Regions from separate parts of the Drosophila melanogaster genome. Here region 2 is linked to region 1. The links are chromatin contacts, called in public HiChIP or PLAC-seq maps. All regions are on one chromosome and are shown on one strand. Each heading gives the region's core, a stretch centred on a gene start, on an enhancer-like site or on the middle of the called end of the contact. The rest is flanking DNA. Distances are from core to core; before and after follow the strand shown. Region 1 holds the start of amn (amnesiac). Region 2 holds the start of CG34331.

What was found. HiChIP or PLAC-seq counts read pairs in DNA pulled down with a chosen protein or histone mark.
Region 2: an H3K27ac HiChIP or PLAC-seq map of the Kc167 cell line shows a contact between it and region 1, with 2.8 times the contacts expected there. The contact joins the promoter of CG34331 here to the promoter of amn in region 1.

The regions. Positions count from the first base shown.
Region 1 is chrX:19,887,832-19,892,946 of dm6, reverse strand. amn (amnesiac) reads left to right here and starts at 2,887. Exons shown (of 1, transcript NM_078692.2): 1 at 2,887-5,115. All of the region lies in intron 4 of Hers (Histone gene-specific Epigenetic Repressor in late S phase), which reads right to left.
Region 2 is chrX:20,120,928-20,125,863 of dm6, reverse strand. CG34331 reads right to left here and starts at 3,411. Exons shown (of 2, transcript NM_001298549.1): 1 at 3,189-3,411; 2 at 593-968. The coding sequence starts at 3,380. The coding sequence ends at 756.

The DNA.
Region 1 (5,115 bases), core at 1,638-4,137:
CCTTCCTGTTGTCCTTTTTTTTATTTTTAATTTAAATACTTTTAGTTTAAAAACTATATAACCCAAGTGATGTTCGTCCATCAAAGGAAAAGTAACAACTGCTTGAGAAATTTAAAAGTTCAGATTTCAAAATTCTGTGAAAACAAATTCGCGCACTGATAAGAAATATAGCGGAAATATACGCAAAGGAATTTTTTTGGTTGACGATAAAACAATAGTTTCTTGCCAACTAATAGTTAACAGAAGTGTGTTGCTTATCATACAATATCCATATATAAGCGATAAATTTCCAAAACCTGGGATGCTTTTATCATAATTAATAATTAATTTTAATTATAATTATTATTAGAAAAACGCTCCTATTTATTTTCTAGCTTTCTGTCCAGATTTCGGCACAAATACATAAAAAAGCAAAGCACTATGAAAATAATACCATATAATAGGCACATGGCAAAATTGTTTCGGTGTCTTCCGGTTTTGGAGTTCGGTTCGAGTGAGTTCATTATTCATTGTGCCGCCTGTGCTGGCCATCGAAGTAACAACCCAACATCACCACATCACTTGAAGGCGTCTCCGGATTTCAATGTTTGGACACCGAGTTCCGGAAGAATCGGGGCGATGGACGGCGGACGGTGAACGATGGGCGATGGGCGACCGGCGTCGAATTAGCATATACATTGGAACTATGCGATATAGCGTCGACTCGGATAGCCAGCCAGAAATAGTAGTAATAATACTTTTATAATAAGTGAAGCTGTTCCGTTGTCGACTGACGACTGACGACGATGACGATGACGATGGCGATGGCGATGGCGACGCTTTGCTATGCGAAGGTCACACAACCAGCCGGAGCCGCATATAAAGCACCACAGCTCCATGGAGTGACGATAACGAAAGCCAGACGAAAATCGGGGGGAAATACATAGTTAGTGTGGGCGTTGTAGAAGACGAGTAGGCGCTACCAGAAGACCAGAAGACGAGGGAGAAGAATGCGAAGACTAATCGCAAAAATGATCGAAAGAAATTTCCATAGAATAAATTAATCAAAGTGATCCGCAATGCAAAAAAAAAAAATATTTATATATATATAAAACAAACGGAACTTATTTATTCACTCGCTCAAAGCCCATAAAGTCAAAGCCCATGGAGCGATTGCTGCGATAGTATTTCTGAATGCTTACTAACCTAAAAACTCGTTTTGATCTCCTAGCCGCATAGTCAGTTATTTGTTTAAAACATTCTAGGCAAAGCAAATGGATCGAGTTTGAGCAGTTTCTTCAGAAAGAACGCTTTTATGGGCCCGCTAATCATCACATTTCATCTATGATCGTTCGATCGATTGTAAAAGAACACAACGTAAAGTTCACATCTTAAGTGAAATTCCGAGTATATCAACAGATAACTTATTACAATAATTCAAGTGAAATAGATAAGGGATATGACCGTGTATCTAATCTAATCCGCACATTTAAAACCAAACTTCCTGTCACATATTAAAACAAGATGGTACGAAGTCTTTTTTTTTTTTTTTTTTGAAAACAAATTTATCCGACGTAAGAAAATAATGGTCAATGGTTCAAGCGTTGGATTTGTAAGATCCGCATGGCTAGTTATGATAGTATTTTTATACTTTTGGTGATTTTTGATTGCAAAAGCAATGCTTTCTTCTGGTATCCCGCTGAATCCCAATAGTAAGATTCGAATAGATAATACTGCCGTATTTGTATCTTTGCCGTGTTTTATAGCTATATAGAGTTGACGCGTGCTAACTGCCCCTATATGGTGGTCCCAGTTCCCCAAACCCCTCGATTATCCAATGGCCGACATTCAATTGCGCAGCGCGGCGGCAGAGAACTACAGTTAATTGCATTTACAATATTGCCACAGTTAGGTCGATTCTTTATGGTTTGTATAGATTGTATGGGTTTTAGGAGAATGCGAATCTTTTGTGGGACGGAGAGGGGCGGTGCAGCAAGCATGTTCGTTTAACGATCTCCCCAGCTCATGTTTATTTATGAGTTGCCAATCGAATCAATTTCATTCGACTCGACTTGACTCGGACTTGACTTGAATCGCTTTCAACTGTTGTTGTGCAGCTGCAAAATGCAAATTTTGGACAAAATCCATGGTACGTACACATATATACATATGGATATATGAACGTCTGTATGTTGTGCACCTGTGTTCAAGTTAAACGTAGTGCCGTCCTCTCCTTTTAATTATTAAGTAATATACATAAGTGTATAGATCATATCGTCTAATATGCAGAAAAGTCCAATCGAACGGATGAAAGGAACCTATCAGCTTTAACATCCTTTCTATGTACGTATGTACATATGTATGTACACATACCTCAATTATATCCTGTACTGCATATGCACCAACAATTGTGAAGCATTGAAGCATACATAATACATACATATATTTCATATATATTACAAAGCTGTTGCTACTGATCAGAAACTCGTCTATTATAATGCCACAAACACACCCCTTTACCTGTTGCACGCGTTTTCCCAAAGACAATATACCCCTTTTCTGAGCGACTAATTGAAATAGTCCAGTACGAACCCTTATTTTGACAACAGCTGCACGAGTGGCTGCATACGATATATATATATGTATGTATGTATGTGTGTACATATATGTACATGTACTGATATGTGGTATGGATTGGGTTCCCATAGATGGCATGGCTTGGCATGGCATGCAGGTCTAGGGCAGTGCCAAAACCGACGACGAAAGCAACTATCAAATGCCGTTCAAGGCCGTTTGAAATTGCGTGGCAGGCAGAACAAGTTCCACACATCGGTGTGTGTGTGTGTGTGTGTGTGTGTATTGTTATTAACCAGCTGATGTGCGTCCGCGTGTGTGTGGAAGTCTTCGGAAGGGGTGCGCACATCCTAAGTGCGCAAAAGCCATGATTGCAAGCTTTTCGGACTCGGAAAAACAATACAATACCAACGGCAGATTTGGTCATTCAGGCAGGCAAATTGTCAAATAACTAACGGTTACTTTAGTGCTCATTAATGTTTTTATGTGCTTTAATAGATACGCTACTATTTTAGTTATTTCCCCAATGCAATACGTTAAGATACTCATCTACTAAGAGACGAATTTTTATTTACCCATTAATAATAACGGATGATTCGGAAATCGCATACGAAAACGCCTTAGTTGTATATTTACTCCTTTTTCTACCCTTACTACCGTATACGTAATAACAATAATGAGCCAGAGACGATTGGTGGCTAAGTATGTACACTGGCGAAAATACCTTTCAGCAAGCATAACCATAGCTTCCTTTTTACAGGATCCAGATAAAACGCGCAGATAAAAATGTTAGGCAGTGACATCTGTTGCAGATGAAAAGGATTAAGAACTACAGATTCAAAAGGCTGCTCCTTTTCTTTCAGTGTGAGAGAGGGAGAGAGAGAGAGAGGGTTTAGGTGGAGGCAAGTCGGCAGGGGAGCAGGAAGCATGAAATTGAGAGAAAATAAGGATAAACAAGCCGAAGGATATGGGACGGCACTGTTGCTTCGCAAGTGTGTGTGTGCACGTCCTGACCGCGTGCACACACACGCCGTGTGGCCGTGTATAAGTGTGCGAGCGAGAGGGGGCGATCGATGGTGTGAGTGACTGGCAATAGCCGCCGCGTCTTATTGACATTAAAACCGCTGCTGCTGCCGCCGCCGCCGTCGCCAGTCGACTTCACATATACCCGCTCTCTCGAGTCCCTCCCCATACCATTCCATACCATCCCATCCCTACCATTCATCCTGGCTCGTTCTTCTTCCTCTTTTATTTTTAAATAACACCCGGCGCAGATGCTAAACAAGACGCCAGAAATTAAAGTGCAAAGGTGTGTGCTGCAGCAACAACAGCAACAACAGCAACAACAACAGCGTCCTCGACAGAAGGACGATACTTTGGCGTTGTACTTAGCGTCAACCGAAGAATACGAAGACAAGGACCGCGAACAATGTGGGATCAAGGATCTAAGCAGATATATATGTATGTATGCACATATACCAAATGTTCCGAGCGTCCACATGGTGCGGATTTAATCACGCACACACATTGGCATTCATGAAAGGATATCGGATATGTATAGAGTATCAAACGGAACCGCTGCGCAAGATGGAAAACAGATTTGATCGCTAATCAAGTAAATAGATGATACATATCATTGTCAAACTTGAAATTAAATGAATCAAAAGTACTGAACATCCTGAATCAAGCAAATGACATATGGCATCCTATGTGAAAAAATAATATAAAGGATCTCTTAGTGATCTCATTCAAGATTAGCCAACTATCTCCTCGTGATATTATAAAATATTTACGACTCACTCATATCTACTGATTCATGCACTCCTTTGCTAAGAGAGTTATTTATAGGAACTGTGATCTAAGAAGGAAAACTGGTGGAAACAATATGGGCTTTTTCGGAATCTATTTTAGGTCACTTGTTAATATTGTTCCATTGCATATTTAATCCATATGAATTTGGTCTGTGGTTTCTGATTATCAATTTTCAAAGCCCTAATTGCAGTTGAAAAACCGCAGTGGAAAAACACATTTCAATTCGATTTGAAATGAAGTTCATGGAATAACCGAAACGTAGTTTAAATTTTAATTAAAATTTTAATACAGTTTGTCAAGTATTTTCGTTCCAAATCAAATTTGTTTAGGTTTACAAGCGTAATTTTTATTGTTTACCAACGTGATAGATGTACAATAAAAATATATAAACGATCTAGACCCAAGCAATTGCATTAAAAACTTGACAAGCTGTATGTACATCTACATTATTTTCGAGTAAAATAACAACAAGATAAAGCTGGCTTGTTCTCAACAACTATCAGGCTAAAAAAAAAAAATGAAAATAAAAACAAACAGAATCGCAAAAAATTGCCGAATGGAAATTTTGTGGCACGCAAACTTGTTGCTCCATCTGCGTGTGAGTGAGATGTGTATGCTAGTGTGTATGTGAGCCAGTCTATGAGCGCGCGAGTTTGTGTGTGTTTGTGTGCGAGGAGAAGCTTACTTTGCGATGTTTAAATAATAAATGATTTATTTATTTTTCGGTTTGTTTTTGTTTTGATTTCCACC
Region 2 (4,936 bases), core at 2,162-4,661, 230 kb before region 1:
TGTTTGCTCGCTCCGGTTGAAAGGATGAAAGGTTGAAATGCTGAAATGCTGAAATGCTGAAATGCTGAAATACTGAAATGCAGAAAGGGAGTGGCTGTGAGTGCGACGAGGCGGCTAAGTGGCGCAGGAAATCCCTGTGGAAGATCCTTAAGAGACATAGAATTTTTCATAATTTTCATTTCTCCGAAATATGCACGCAAAGTTATGACCCGTGCAGGAAGCGAGTAAGCTTTATAATGGAAATAACAAATCAATTATCTCTTGTTTTACTTTTTTTGCACACACTTCTTTGACTTGGCCATATATGCTCATGTTAATGGAAACATAACAGAGTGAACAGAAGCACAGAGTAAGAAAATGATTATATATTTTCGTGAAAAAAAATCCATTAAATTGTATAAATTCAATTAAATGAAATTTAATGCGAATCGCTATCAAATGTTTGTTTCAGATAAGATAAATATATTTATATTGTATTTCAAATGCTTCTTTTATTTTGTATTAAATCATCTTTTTTTCTCAATCCGAAATGTTCCATAAAGATATTGTTTGCAATGCTCTCATAGCTTTGGCTATGTGCTGTCCATTTCTTCGAGTGCAGACTGTATTTTCGCATTTCCAATGATTTTTTTTTGTCCAGTAAGGGTTCATTAGGTTGCCAACTTAGTTTCCTGCAGCGGACTGCAATGGCACTCTCCGCGGCAGGTGAAATGAACAATTGCGAAGCGAGAATGAAATTTCATTTGGTGGAATCATTAAATTTGCAAGCAAATGGAATGTGCCCAAAAGCCGACTTTTCCCGGGGCTAATAAGTTACTTAGTGCTCTCGGCACTGGCATCACATCTTCGTCACAATGTGCACTCAAGGTGGGGAACTTTTTCCCGAGGCCATCGGAAGTGGGGGGCGAAGTTCGAGGGTCGCAACGATAGGTGGCGGCAGCGTCCCGGGGTTCCTGTATCCTGGGGTGCTGTTGATGGGGGGGGGGGGGTCAAAGTTAATAGCTGGCACGTAGTTGGGAGCACACACACACACACACACACACACTCCTGCAGCCAAAGGATCCCACTGCCGGCCTTTAATACGCTTCTCTATTCGGCGTCGCCTTTTTACATATTTAATGAAATTATTTTCAACAATTTATAATTGCCACGAGCAGTCAGTTCGGCCGGCATACTCGCCACCTCACATCCTTCGGCAGGACCCTCCCATCCTTCCACTTCTCCATCAATGCTGTCCTTGGCTGTGCCTTAGTTAAATGTGCCCCGGGGAGAGTTTTGCTGGCAAACAAATTATTATAAAGATATACACGAAAATATGTATGTATATTTTTATATGTAAGCTGGGGGAGTATCTGCCATCAATGTGGAGCCTCTGCCTGCATCCTGGATTCGCCATCCCGTGTCCCCCGGCGCCAGTTAAGTAACCCCTCCCACCCACCAACCATCCCTCCTAGGCGACTTACCTGCTGCCCCAAAACGATTAACAATCTAACTAATAAGGCCCAGCATCTAATCGGACGAGATGTAATGAGGCCAAAAACTAAACATAATATTCAAAAAACTTGTACTCACTTTAAGGGAACTTAATTTCATCATGATCATGAACTATTATGTACGTAGGGAAGTTTGCAAAGGCGGGTCAAAGTTTATGTCTTCGGAATATAGGTATATTTATATTCATACGACTGGCGTGTGCATACTTTAAGTTGTTTTAAAAAAGCATCAATAACAGTTTAATTGGAATATTCACCTCTGCATTGATCCCAGCCATTGCGATTCAATTGTTATAATGCGTGTGCTTATAAAAATCATATATCTATAAATAATTCATACTTCCACCATTCGAGCTGGGAACCTTCTTTCTTTCTGTTTGGCACGTAATTCGCCAATTTGGTGAGTGGCTGAAAAAAGGTTTTTGAATTTTTAATTAGAAAGGCATTCGTGCGTGCCTTGTTTTTGGGAAACCCTCGAACCCTCCTTCCCGGGCAAGTGTTATAATAATAACAATTCGCCATTCGTGCCGCCTATATCCCTTTTATTGGGCTTGTCTGCTGCTTATCATTTGACAGCCTCCGGCCGAGAGGAGAACCCTTATCAAAAGCGAGAGACGTCACATTATATTGAGCTAAAATCAGTTTACAGCATGTGTGAGGAGGATAGAATAGAAATGCCAGAGCCAACACGGATGGAAAATCTATTTCGCATTTACCCATTTTCCTTGTCACATCTAACTAGGCAAAGCTATGATTTGGGCATTCCCACTGAAGCCCAGAAGAGCCGAGAGAATCCAGATGGGGGGCACTTGGGGTAAGTCCTGCAGCTTATTGCACAGAACAATGCCATCAATCAAACTTGGCCAATAATGTGAGTATCTGCGACCTCGGACCGCCACTTCACCTCCTTCAAATCCGCAATCCATTGCGTAAATGTCAACTAATGGATATAATTGGTGCGGCTGGGGCCCTCAATGACATTCATTAAATCGCAGACTCCTTGAAGTTCAGTTTGGATTTCGTTTTAATTGGAAATTCTTTTCACTCCTGACCGATCTCAGTAACCCGTAAGTTATAATAACATGCGGACCGGACCCATTTTGGTAATTAGCACAGCAATAATGTTGCAAAAGTTTCGCTTGATGGGAATGGTTGGGTTATGGGCAAGTCGATCCATGAATATTCATTTTACCATCACATATTCCATTTTATATCACACTTCGGATTGAATGCTCAGCTAAATTCCTTTAAAAACCAACATACACTAGTTCTCCAGAAACCCAAAATCCATGTAGCATCCAATGGAATTGAATTTAACTTGAAGATTTATTAAGGTTCTGCTTTTTCTATTCAGTGCATGTTAGAAGGTCAAAGACTACATATTATGTGTATGATTTGAGCAATTTTGATTCGCTTTCATTGTTCATTGCCAGTTTTAATATATATACTAGTTGGTAGATAAACATATTTGCACATATTTCGTCATATAGTTGTGCTGCACTCAACAAAAGAAAAAAAAAAACGCTGTTTTGGCTTACAGTCGAAGTAGACCTAGGAAAAGCACTGACAGATGTCCTTCTTGCACTGGCCCACCCAGTGACCTTGGCGTTTGCAGTAGCTGTGGCACTGGGGGTGGTGTGGGTGATGTGGCGAGAGCTGGGCGCAGTGGGCGGGGTCCGGCTGAATGTGGCGCACCTTGATCGTGAATATGCCCAGTGGCTTGTCGGTGGCATCTTCCTCCTCTCCGAAATCGATGCCCAGTTCGTTGGCATCGGGTGCGGGAATATCGGGAACATTCGTCTCCACGGGATTCGCCCGACCTTGACCAAGGAACAGACCGATGGTGAGGATCAGGCAGAGCAGCAGGGCGGGCTTTATTGCGCTCATCTCGGTGGCAAGCAAGAAGCAACTGATGCCGTTCCGTTTCCAAGATTTCGATTCGAGCATCCACTTCCAGTGCTCCATTGTGCCGCCTTATCAGTTTCACTTCCCGCTCAAGGTCACCGAGCCCAGCTCTCAGCTCTCGCGCGTTCTAATCACTGTAACTGGACGCACTCCCCGAGTATCTGCCCATTCGCGATTGCGCCTCGGTTTGGCTCAAGTTTCAGATTGGATCCGCTTGAGTTGAGAGAGCATTTCTGCGACTTAACTCTAGACGAGCCTACAAATCGTAAAATTGTATCAATTAAATGTATAATAATTAATACGAAATCTAGACAGATTTCTATAGTCTATAGAGTTTATCGACTATCGGATACCCATTACTCGGCTTAAGAGCGTCCGCAGACAAATGTGTATATATGCAAGTAGGAGCCTCATCTAGCGGCTGTTTAATTTTTTGTTTATGTTTACATTTAAACTTTAAAAAACAACAGTTTTCAAAACAGCGACCAACAACTATCTAGTTTTAATAGTTTACGATCTTGTTAGATTTCTCAGTTTTTACGGACGGACAAATGGACGGGGTCATGTTCATATCAACTCGGCTAGTGATTCTGAATAATATTAATATATTTATATGCATATATAAATAAAGTCGATTATGGGCTTCTTCAACATGTCACATATTTTCCAACGAATAAGTGTTAAATGTTATTGAAGAGCTGTTTGAGTTTGATTTACTTGGAACCACCTCGAATCATCGGCATTGGCCACTCCCTTATTTATTGGAAAAGTGTACTTTTTCGCCAAAATGTTATACATTATTTTTGTGGGGAAACGGCTACAATTTCGCTGATTTTCTCCGTTTTTGTACACAAAATAACAAATGTTGAGCGAACGATTTACGCGGAAATTTGATTTTTATGTTCGTGGAGCTGGTATCCTTGCTCCTTTTCTGCTTTCTGCTTTCACATTTCTCCTTTCTCCCTGCCGCTGTCATTTCGCCAGAAGTTAGTAAAATTGATGGGCAACGGACAGGCAGTTAAAGCCACATAAAAACACCATTTCTGGGGTAATTTTTGGCGCACCCGCCAGCATACATGCGAGCTTCTATACTCGAGTCTCATTTGTTTTAAAATGCAAAAACCATAAAAATAATCATGATAACATTACACAATAATAATAATAATAATAATAATAATAATTACGGCGCTCAAATGTAATACACTGGGAACATCTGCCAAGAGGCAACCCCACCCCGAATTTTCCCATTTTCGCAGCCTTTTTTACCCACACCCATGGGAAAAGTCAATGAAACCGAGCGAAGTGAAGATGTTAACATCCGGAAGACGAGGACTACATTGTACATAGGGCCCTATTTCCGTGCCTATATATTTTTGGATAGTAGTTGTAGAATATGGTATCGTACCCCCCAGCTGTCATCGGGAAGTGATGAAATACATATGCAAATGTGTGGACAAAGCTGGCTTGAAAGTGCTTTTTAGCCAATTGTTATTCAACAAATGCAAAGCCAGAACGAAAGGAATTGATGGACTAATTGG